Linked DNA regions of Sus scrofa: region 1 is linked to region 2. A link is a contact called in public HiChIP or PLAC-seq data. All regions are on one chromosome and are shown on one strand. Each heading gives the region's core, a stretch centred on a gene start, on an enhancer-like site or on the middle of the called end of the contact. The rest is flanking DNA. Distances are from core to core; before and after follow the strand shown. Region 1 overlaps ZSCAN2 (zinc finger and SCAN domain-containing protein 2). Region 2 overlaps ALPK3 (alpha-protein kinase 3).

Region 1 (4,352 bases), core at 300-2,799, 250 kb after region 2:
AAGCTGAATCACTACTTGCCCACCTGAAACTAACATGACATGGTAAATCAACTATACTTCAATAAAAAATAAAAAATAGAACAACTGTAGCGATTAGGGTGATATAAGAATGTAGATGTAGAATTTCTACAGCGATGTAGAAATGACATCCTAACCGAGATTGGGGTTGCAGGAAAGAAGGTGGGATGTAGGATATATTTGTTGACTGTCTCATCTGTATACCTGGGAATTCAAAGAACTGCCATTCAAAATTGGCAGTTCCTGTCGTGGCTTAGTGGGTTAAGGACCCAGCATTGCCATGAGCTGTGGTGTAGGTCAAAGATGTGGCTTGGATCCAGTGTGGCTGTGCCTGTGGCGGAGGCCTGCAGGGGCAGCTCTGATTCGACCCCTAGCCTGAGAACATCCATATGCCATGGATGTGGCCATAAAAAGAAAACATTTTTAAATAAAAAACAAAATTGGCAAGTTATACTCATATAACTGAAGTATAGGAGTCTTAAATGGTATAAGATAAACATTAGTGTAGATAAGATTACTGATGGAACTAGGGGAGTAGGGAGGCAGGCAACTACTTCTGTCCGATGTTAAAGCAAATTGTAAAATCTCAATCAGTAAAACATTAATAGATAATCAGACCAATGAAACAAAACCAAAACTCCAGACTCAATACACAGGCGAACTCAGAATGTTATACATGTGAATTCCAAATTTAATACAAGTGGCACATGAATAGACAGATCGGTGGAACAGAACAAATAATCTATATGACCATGGGAATTTAATGTTAATGTGTGATAAGGGTGGCCTCTCATATCCATGGAAAAAAGACACCACATTCCATAAATGATGCTAGACCTAGAAAATTTCAGGTGGACCCCTACTAGGACAAAGCTCAAAGAGATCAAAAGTTTTAAAGGGAAAAAAATCAGTATTGAACTATTAGACAAAAATACAATAGAGGCACTCCCACTGTGGCTCAGCAGTAATGAACCCAACTAGTATCTATGAGGATGTGGGTTTGATCTCTGGCCTTACTCAGTGGGTTAAGGATCCGGCGTTGCTGTGAGCTGTGGTGTAGGTCACAGATGTGGCTCCGATCTGGCGTTGCTGTGGCTGTGGCGTAGGCCGGCAGCTGTAGCTCTGATTTGACCCCTAGCCTTCGAACTTCCATATGCCGTGGGTGTGGCCCTAAAAAGACAAAAAACAAAGAGAATTTCTGTCATTTGGGGGCCTTTAAATGTGATACGTCATAATTTGTGTGACTATCTTCTATTATCTCATTGCAGAGGCCCCTCTGGGCAGAATCCAGACCCAATAATGCCCTCACTGTCTGCTGCTTAAGGACCAGTCCTATCCTCCTTTATGTAGACAAAGATGCCAAGACTTACACTCCAAAGACCAAATGGAGGCCGAAAGTTCTTTTAAGGTTGACCTCTGACAACACAGAGGCACAGGAGCCATTCTAAAGGACAGGAAAGAGTACCCATCAGGCTTTCTCCCTTAACAACGACCTCCAAAAGAAGTCACTGAATGGGGAAGGATGAAGAAGCCTGGCCCCTTCCAAGCTCCTCCTCAAGAAAGGCTGACACTGGTGAAATCAAGAGTACAGAGTACACTCAACCGCAGCCAATTTCCTCCTTTTTTGTTTTTTTTTGTTTTGTTTTGGGTTTTTTTTTTTTTTTTTTTTTTTTTTTTTTTTGCTATTTCTTGGGCCACTCCCACGGCATATGGAGGGTCCCAGGCTAGGGGTTGAATCGGAGCTGTAGCCACCGGCCTACGCCAGAGCCACAGCAACACTGGATCCAAGCCGCGTCTGCAACCTACACTACAGCTCACAGCAACGCCAGATCGTTAACCCACTGAGCAAGGGCAGGGACCGAACCCGCAATCTCATGTTTCCTAGTCGGATTCGTTAACCACTGCGCCACGATGGGAACTCCTCCCTCCTTTTTTTGGTGGGTAGTCAATTAAGAAAGTGAAAACTCAGAAGCTGGTGTGGCCAGATACAAGAGGAATATCTTCATCAGTATGCAATGAGTAGAGATAGGATAAGAAGGTAGGAACTGGGAATTTTCTTTAGAAAGGAACTTCACCAGGAGTTCCCTGGTGGCTCAGTGGGTTAAGGACCCAGTGTTGTCAATGCTGTGGCACGGGTTTGATCCCTGGCCTGGGAACTACTACATACTGAGGGTGTGCCAAAAAAAAAAAAAAAAAAAAGAACTTCATCTGTAGAAATAGTGTTTGCTACATCAAGATAAGTATATTTTGTCACTGAATGCAGGGAGACAGGCTTCTGAGGAAGCCAGCTTGTGCAAGTGGTAAGAAGGCTCAGATCTCTGGTAGAGGAAACTCAGAGATGAGTCAGGCATTAAGGAAATAGAGAAAGAAGGGGTCTCATTTTCTAAATGTCTTGATCACCTCCAAGACTCTGTGGCAGGGAAAAAGTTCCCTTATCTACACAGAGACTTCAATTTTTTTTTAAACTTTTTTTAAGGGCCGTACCCACAGCACATGGAAGTTCCCAGGCTAGGGGTCAAATCAGAGCTACAGCTACCAGCATACACCACAGCCACAGTAATGCGGGATCTGAGCTCCGACTGCAACCTACACCATAGCTCATAGAAACGCCGGATCCTGAACCCACTGAACGAAGCCAGGGATCGAACCCGCGTCCTCATGGATACTAGTCTGGTTCGTTACCATTGAGCCACAGGGGAACTCCTACACAGAGACTTTGAGCCAAGGGTTTTGCACTGTGCAGTATAGTTTAAAAGATGATGACATATACTCATCTTATGTGTATACATATATTATAAGTATACATAATATATACTCTTTATTCAGATTGTTATTTTCAGACAGTGTAAGTATTGTGAAGGAAGTAAAATAGGGTGAAGAGCGAGCAAGCAGGGGTGCCGTCAGAGTCTACAAAGACAGCTCTTCTCAGAAGGTAACACTGGGTGAAGATGGGAATGCTGTTCTAACTGATTGTGCAATTGTCTATATGATACCAATCTACTTTATTCATTCACATGCTCCACTGTAAGCTCAATTAACAAGCTTGTTCCTTTTGGGTAGAAGACTTAATTATCCACTTACTCATAGAAAGAGCCATCTATACTTGACTGAGATTAACTTCAGGTTTTAGAAAGTATAAACAGATTGTCAACAGATTGTTTACATTTTTGTTTGCCACAGGATTTTTTTTTTTTTTTTTTTTGTCTTTTTGCCTTTTCTGGGGCCCCTTCCGCGGCATATGGAGGTTCCCAGGCTAGGGGTCTAATCCCAGCTGTAGCCACCGGCCTACGCCAGAGCCAGGGCAACGCGGGATCCGAGCCGCATCTGCAACCTATACCACAGCTCACGGCAACGCCAGATCCTTAACCCACTGAGCAAGGCCAGGGATCGAATCCACATCCTCTTGGTTCCTAGTCGGATTCGTTAACCACTGCGCCACGACGAGAAATCCTATAGATCAGGATTTTGACTCTTCTGCTACACTGCAATACTTCCTCCCAGACTGTACAGTATCTTTGAACTTTGTTCACAGTATCTTTTTTATATAAAACACTTTTTTCCCCTGTTTCCTTGAGTTCGATTTAGCTTTGAAGATTTCTTATTTAAAATTAAGAAGTCCTAGATATATTTCCCTGTGCTGTCTAGTCACTTATGATAGAACATGATGGAGGATAATGTGAGAAAAAGAATGTATATACATGTGTGACTGGGTCACTTTGCTGTACGGTAGAATTGACAGAACACTGTAAACCAACTATCAGGGAAAAAATAAAAATCATTTAAAAAAATTAAGAAGGTCTATCCCACTGCAAGATTGCAACAATATTCTTATAGGTGACTCCAGATTTTTCACAGTAGAGTTCTATAATTTATCTGGAATTTATTTCTGTGTAACTTAGGAAGCATGGATCTATTTCTGTGTAAGTTACAAGGTAGGGATCCAATTTTAGTTTTTCCAAAATGGTTAAGCCCGCTGACCAAATACCATTCACTGAGTGGTTCCTAACTGCCAGAGGACCCTTACTGGTTAGTAGACAATTGTGGCTTAGTCTAAACCAACGGTTTCTGTATTTCCTGCCCTCGACATGGACTCTAGACTCCTGTGCACAGCACAGTCCCGTGGATTTCACAGGGCACACGTGTCCCCCTGCCTGGCCCTTCTCTCCCATGCTAGAAAGCATATCAGAATAAGTGTGAGGAAGATTCATGTCAATATGGGGATAAAACCTGAGTCTGCTGTAATTTATTTATAATGATGAGATAACTGGTCACAAACTTTGGCACTTTTTTTTTTTTTTTGACTTTCTGCCATTTCTTGGGCCGCTCCCGTAGCA
Region 2 (4,855 bases), core at 668-3,167:
GCCTCTTTGCACTTATGGTTTAAGTCTAATCCCCTGGATTCATTAGATAATTCCTTAAGGCAAGGATCATGTATCTCCCTAAGTTCCCCTCCTTTCATCAGCTCTCAGAAAATACTCATATTCATGTATTCTCTGAAAACCAAACAGCCCTGATTATGGGAAGGGAGTTTCCACATATTGAGATGATCATCCTCAGGACTTACAAAATGTAAGTTTTCTTAGAGGAATAAACAGAGAGAATAGCTTTAAAAATGTTTCAAAGAAATATAAGAGAGTTGCTCTGCCAGAAATTAAAGCTACAATAAGCAAAATGAGATCATTCTGTTGTAAGAATCAGCGAAGAGATTAATGGATTATGATAGATGTATATATGAGAACTAAAATAGGCTTTAGTGAGTATAAAATAAGGACATAAAGAATAAATCACAAACTAGTAGGAGGAGTTCCTGTTGTGGCTCAACAGAAACGAACCCGACTAGTATCCATGAGGATGCAGGTTTTTTGATCCCTGGCCTCACTCAGTGGGTTAAGGATCTGATTTTGCCGGGAGCTGTGGTGTAGGTCGCAGAGGCAGGTCAGATTTGGTGTTGCTGAGGGTTGCTGCAGCTGTGGTGTAGGCTGGCAGCTATAGCTCTGATTTGACCCCTAGCCTGGGAACTTCCATAAACTGCACCTGCGGCCCTAAGAAAACAAAGAAACAAACAAACAAAAAAAAAAAAACTAATAGGAAAAGCTTGACTATTCCACAAAGGTTGAGATTAGGGGAAATTACCTAGTCATTAAGCAGAAATTGAGCTAGAGACTGATGCTATACTATATAGCCAAATCAACTACAGATTAATTTAAAAGTTGAAGGAATTCAAGCACAAAGATTATAAAAACACACATTTATATTTAACTAACCTTGGAATAAAGAAAAGCATAAACACAATGGAAGAAATGGCTAAAATATGCATACTATGGCATCTTATATAACCACTAAAAATGAAGTCTTTCAGATAATTTTTAGGAACTATGAAAAGATGCTCATGACATAATGAGAAGTAAAGAAAGCAGGATATAAAACTGAATCAGGGAGCTCCCGTTGTCACTCAGCAGGTTAAGAACCCAACATAGTGTCCATAAGGATTAGGGTTCAATCCTTGGCCTTGCTCAGTGGGTTAAAGATCCAGCATTGCCACAAACTGTGGCATGGCCATAGACGCTGCTTGGATCCAGTGTTGCTGTGGCTGTGGCACTGGCCACAACTGCAGCTCCGATTCAACTCCTGGCCCAGGAACTTCAATATGCCACAGATGCGGCTATTAAAAAAGACATTTTTAAAAAATGAATATAACTGAATCAGAATAACAACGTAAATTAAGTTTAAAAATAATAAAATACATATACAGAAAGACTGGTAGATATACGAAGATGTCTCTGGATGGTATAATTATAGGTGTATTTTTACTTTTTCCTTTGAATTTTTAGAATTTTCTCCCCCACCCCCACCCCCACCCCTTTTTTTTTTTACCATGGCCATGTTTTTCTTTCATAGTGAGATTAAGATTTTTTAAAAAGATTTGATAGAACAAGAACATAAAAAATGAGTCAAATTCGGCCACTAAAAAGCAACAGCTTCAACATACACATTGATGTTAAATGCATTTTTCACATGTATGATACATTTCACAATGTTTTTGAGTATAAAAAAAGAAAAGAAAAGCCATACAAGCTCTTTGCAGGAATAGCACGGCTTCTGCAGTTAGCCCGTCCTGAGCTTGTACCACCCCAGCCCATTCTCCCCTAAGGAGGGCCTTGCTAGAAAGGATACAGCTATTCTGGCCATGGTATTCCCCACCCTTGTGGGCGGAGAAGCCAGATTCACTCAGACTTGGCTGCCTGCCTGGACTCTTACCAAATCTGCTCCCCAGGGGCCCATGAGGGCCATCTCTGCAGGAGGCCCTGCTGTGGGCTGTCTGGTACAAGGAGCAGTCCCATCTGGGCCACTAGGAACTCACCACTCTATCTGCTGAAATCTCCTGAGACCAGGCATGAAGGGGGAAAGGGTCAGGAACAGAGTCTAGAGAGCTGGGTTTGAGGTTCGCCCCACTCTAAAGTCCTCTGAACTACAGTCCCCACAGACAAACCTCTGCATCCACTGAACCAAAACTGTTTCCCCTGATAATCCTTGAAAGTGGCCTCTCCCTCCTGCCCTCAGGGAAGTTCTCCCTGCACTCCAGGAAGCATCCCTTCTCCGCTGCCCACAGGAGGGTCTACAGCAGCCTGTCCAGGCTTCACAGGCCTCCCTCCACCATCCCAAAGCCCTCCATTCTCTGCCTTGACCCCGCTGTGCAGTGCTCCTCCTGTTTCCTGGGAACCACGCTCCTGCTTCCCGCATCCCAAGAAACAATTTCATCTTAGTTCCCACCCAAGTGCTGTCTCCAATCAATGTGCTAGATTTAGCAAAGAGAAAGACTCGATACTCAGTTCTATTTAAATTTCAGACCATCAGTAATTTCTTAGAATAGCATATCCCATCTATTTTATCCAATGCACCCCTACTCTTGAAAGACCTTTTCTTTCTGCCCCTTACAGGAAACACTGCCTTCTTTCTGCCCCACCACTAAGCATTCCTTCTCTCTAAACTCTGTGAAACAGGGCCTGTCCTCCGCCCCCTGAAATATGAAACGCTGACCGAACAGGACCAACTATTTCCCTGCCGTCAGTCCTCTTGATCCCGCTCCCCTCTCCACCTGCCCCCCTTCCCGACTCCCCCACCATCAAAGTGCTGATGCTGTCACCATCTGCCTCTTCCTTTGAAGAGTGAACGCCCCTCCCCTTGTCTCCCCAGTGGGCTATCTCATCCCCAGAAAAAGACAGCACTCCGTCCTCAGGTAAAGCCATGTGCCTCTGCCTCCCACCACAGCGACACCGTGATCCTCTCACCCTTTGTTTCGTTCTTTAACACACAGCAGGCCCTGTGCCAAGCACTCGGATTCTCACAACAGCCCTATGAAGCAGGCATTATTATTATTTTGGTTTTATAACTTGCCCGGGATCATACAATGTTCACAGTCAGATTTGCACATAGGTATACCCGACTCCAAAATCTTAGATAAAAACCTAGATTAAGCCAGAAGTTCCTGGACACTGGCTCTTTTAAAAACCTTCTAAAAGCATCCAGGGCAAGACCCACTGCACACTAGGCTGCTCCTTAGCCTCCCCTGCCTCCTTCCTCCCCAGAGAACATCGTCTTCCTCTACCTCCCTCTGGGGCACAGTTCCCTTGGCAGTGAACTTCTATGCTGTCAGAGGAGATGGTCACAGTTAGGTTGTGCTGCCCATATGCCTGGCATCTGGGGACTGCCTGGGGCGAGGGCCAAGCCTGTGGTCCCCTGCTCCTGGCTAGCACCCCACCCCACCCCACCCCACCCCCTTCTATAAATACCCCACTGCTCACTGGCGGTCGGGCTGTTGCAGCAAGAGTTTCCATGAGGTCAGCTTCTCCGAGAGGCCTTCAGGCACCCAACCCCCACACTCACCCTTCCTGGAGTCTGGTGGCTGGCACGCCCTTGCAGGGGGCTATCCCGGGTGCTGGGTCTCCGCCGGGCAGGGGGCGTGGGCACTTGCGCAGAGGCCTGAGGTGGGGCCTTTCCTAGACTCTGAGCCCCAGGATCCGGATCTTGACTCAGGGAAGAATCAGTCTTGCTGCTGCTGGCGAGCTCACCTTTGGGCTTCGGAGGAGCAAATCTTTTCCTGTTGAAGGGCCTAGTCTGCTGGGGGGCCGAGGTCGGGGGCTGGCCAGGGGCAGCGGGCCCCTTCTCACCTGCCGCTTCCCCCGGTTGCTTCCCTGAGGGCATCTCTCCAGGTGTCCTGCCACTGGGGGTCTGGGACTCCTCCTCCCCTTGAGGCCTGACTGCCCGGGTGCTCTCCAAGTACATGTCCCTCAGGGAGAAATACACTTCCTGGCCTGGGCCTGCGAGGGGGGAAGGGCCAGGCGCAGGGGGGTTCTGGGCCTGATCTTGAGTGCCCTCGGCGGAGGCTGGCTTCCTGGTGCCATCTACTCCAGAGGACCCCGGGCCCCGTGCAGCCCGGCCTCTGGGCCGGGGCTGAACCTGCTCCACGGCCCCCTGTGTACCACAGGAATCGGGCTTGTCCTTGTTTTCAGAGGAGCGGTGGCTTCGAGCTGCCTTCTCTGCCTCTGGCTTCCGATGATCTTGCTTTGGTTCCTCATCTTTCTTTTTCTTCTTGGCCCCAGACTCTTTCTTGGGGGCTCTCTGAGGCCTCAGCTCCATGGCCTCACAGATATACGTCAACAGCCCGTGCTCCCCATCCTCGCCGTGCTCAGGGGCAGCCTCCCCGTTGGTGGTCACCTCTCCAGAAGCAAAACTGTTGATCAGACCTAACCCTGGGTGCTGACCAGGCTCAGTCTCTCCCTCCTGCCAAGCCACTGGGGTCCCGTCCTTGGCCTCCCGAGGAGGGGCCAGTGGGGTCGGCACCTCAGCCCCGCTCAGCCGCCGCTTTCTCTGGAAGCGGTCCGGGCTGAGCTTGCGCAGGGTGTCAGCCTCTTCCACTGCCTCCTTCCCGTGCTTCCAGCTCTGCTCAATCTCACGCATCTTTGCGGCAGCCTTGCGCTTCAGCTTGGCAAACCAGCGCTGGTGGATCTTGTACTCGGTCATGGTGCCCACCTCCAAGACCCCCGAGCAGGATACGATGCCCTTGGCATTCCGGGCAGAGGCCTGATAGATAGCAGCATCTTCTTCTCGACACCTGGAGGCAGGAGGATGAGATGGGAGGGGACAGCCCCACTCCCCGCAGCCGGGGCCTTGCTGAGCTGAGCATCTACCCCACCTGTGCCAGTCCTGCCCTGAGTG

Evidence for each region. HiChIP or PLAC-seq counts read pairs in DNA pulled down with a chosen protein or histone mark.
Region 1: an H3K27ac HiChIP or PLAC-seq map of alveolar macrophages shows a contact between it and region 2. The contact joins two enhancer-like sites. A contact is called at or near these places in 1 of 47 Hi-C or Micro-C datasets (embryonic fibroblasts) and 1 of 2 datasets of contacts at active chromatin or transcription factors (alveolar macrophages).

Annotation. Positions count from the first base shown.
Region 1 is chr7:52,942,707-52,947,058 of Sscrofa11.1, forward strand. All of the region lies in intron 2 of ZSCAN2 (zinc finger and SCAN domain-containing protein 2), which reads right to left. Among named protein-coding and RNA genes, the nearest start is that of ZSCAN2, 13 kb to the right of the region's middle. Within about 2 kb of position 1,550, at least 4 of the 83 cell types and tissues checked have an H3K27ac peak or open chromatin away from gene starts, as enhancers often do. A contact at or near this core is called in alveolar macrophages, where this site is marked.
Region 2 is chr7:52,691,249-52,696,103 of Sscrofa11.1, forward strand. ALPK3 (alpha-protein kinase 3) reads right to left here. Exons shown (of 14, transcript XM_021098900.1): 5 at 3,524-4,751. Among named protein-coding and RNA genes, the nearest start is that of ALPK3, 25 kb to the right of the region's middle. Within about 2 kb of position 1,918, at least 19 of the 83 cell types and tissues checked have an H3K27ac peak or open chromatin away from gene starts, as enhancers often do. A contact at or near this core is called in alveolar macrophages, where this site is marked.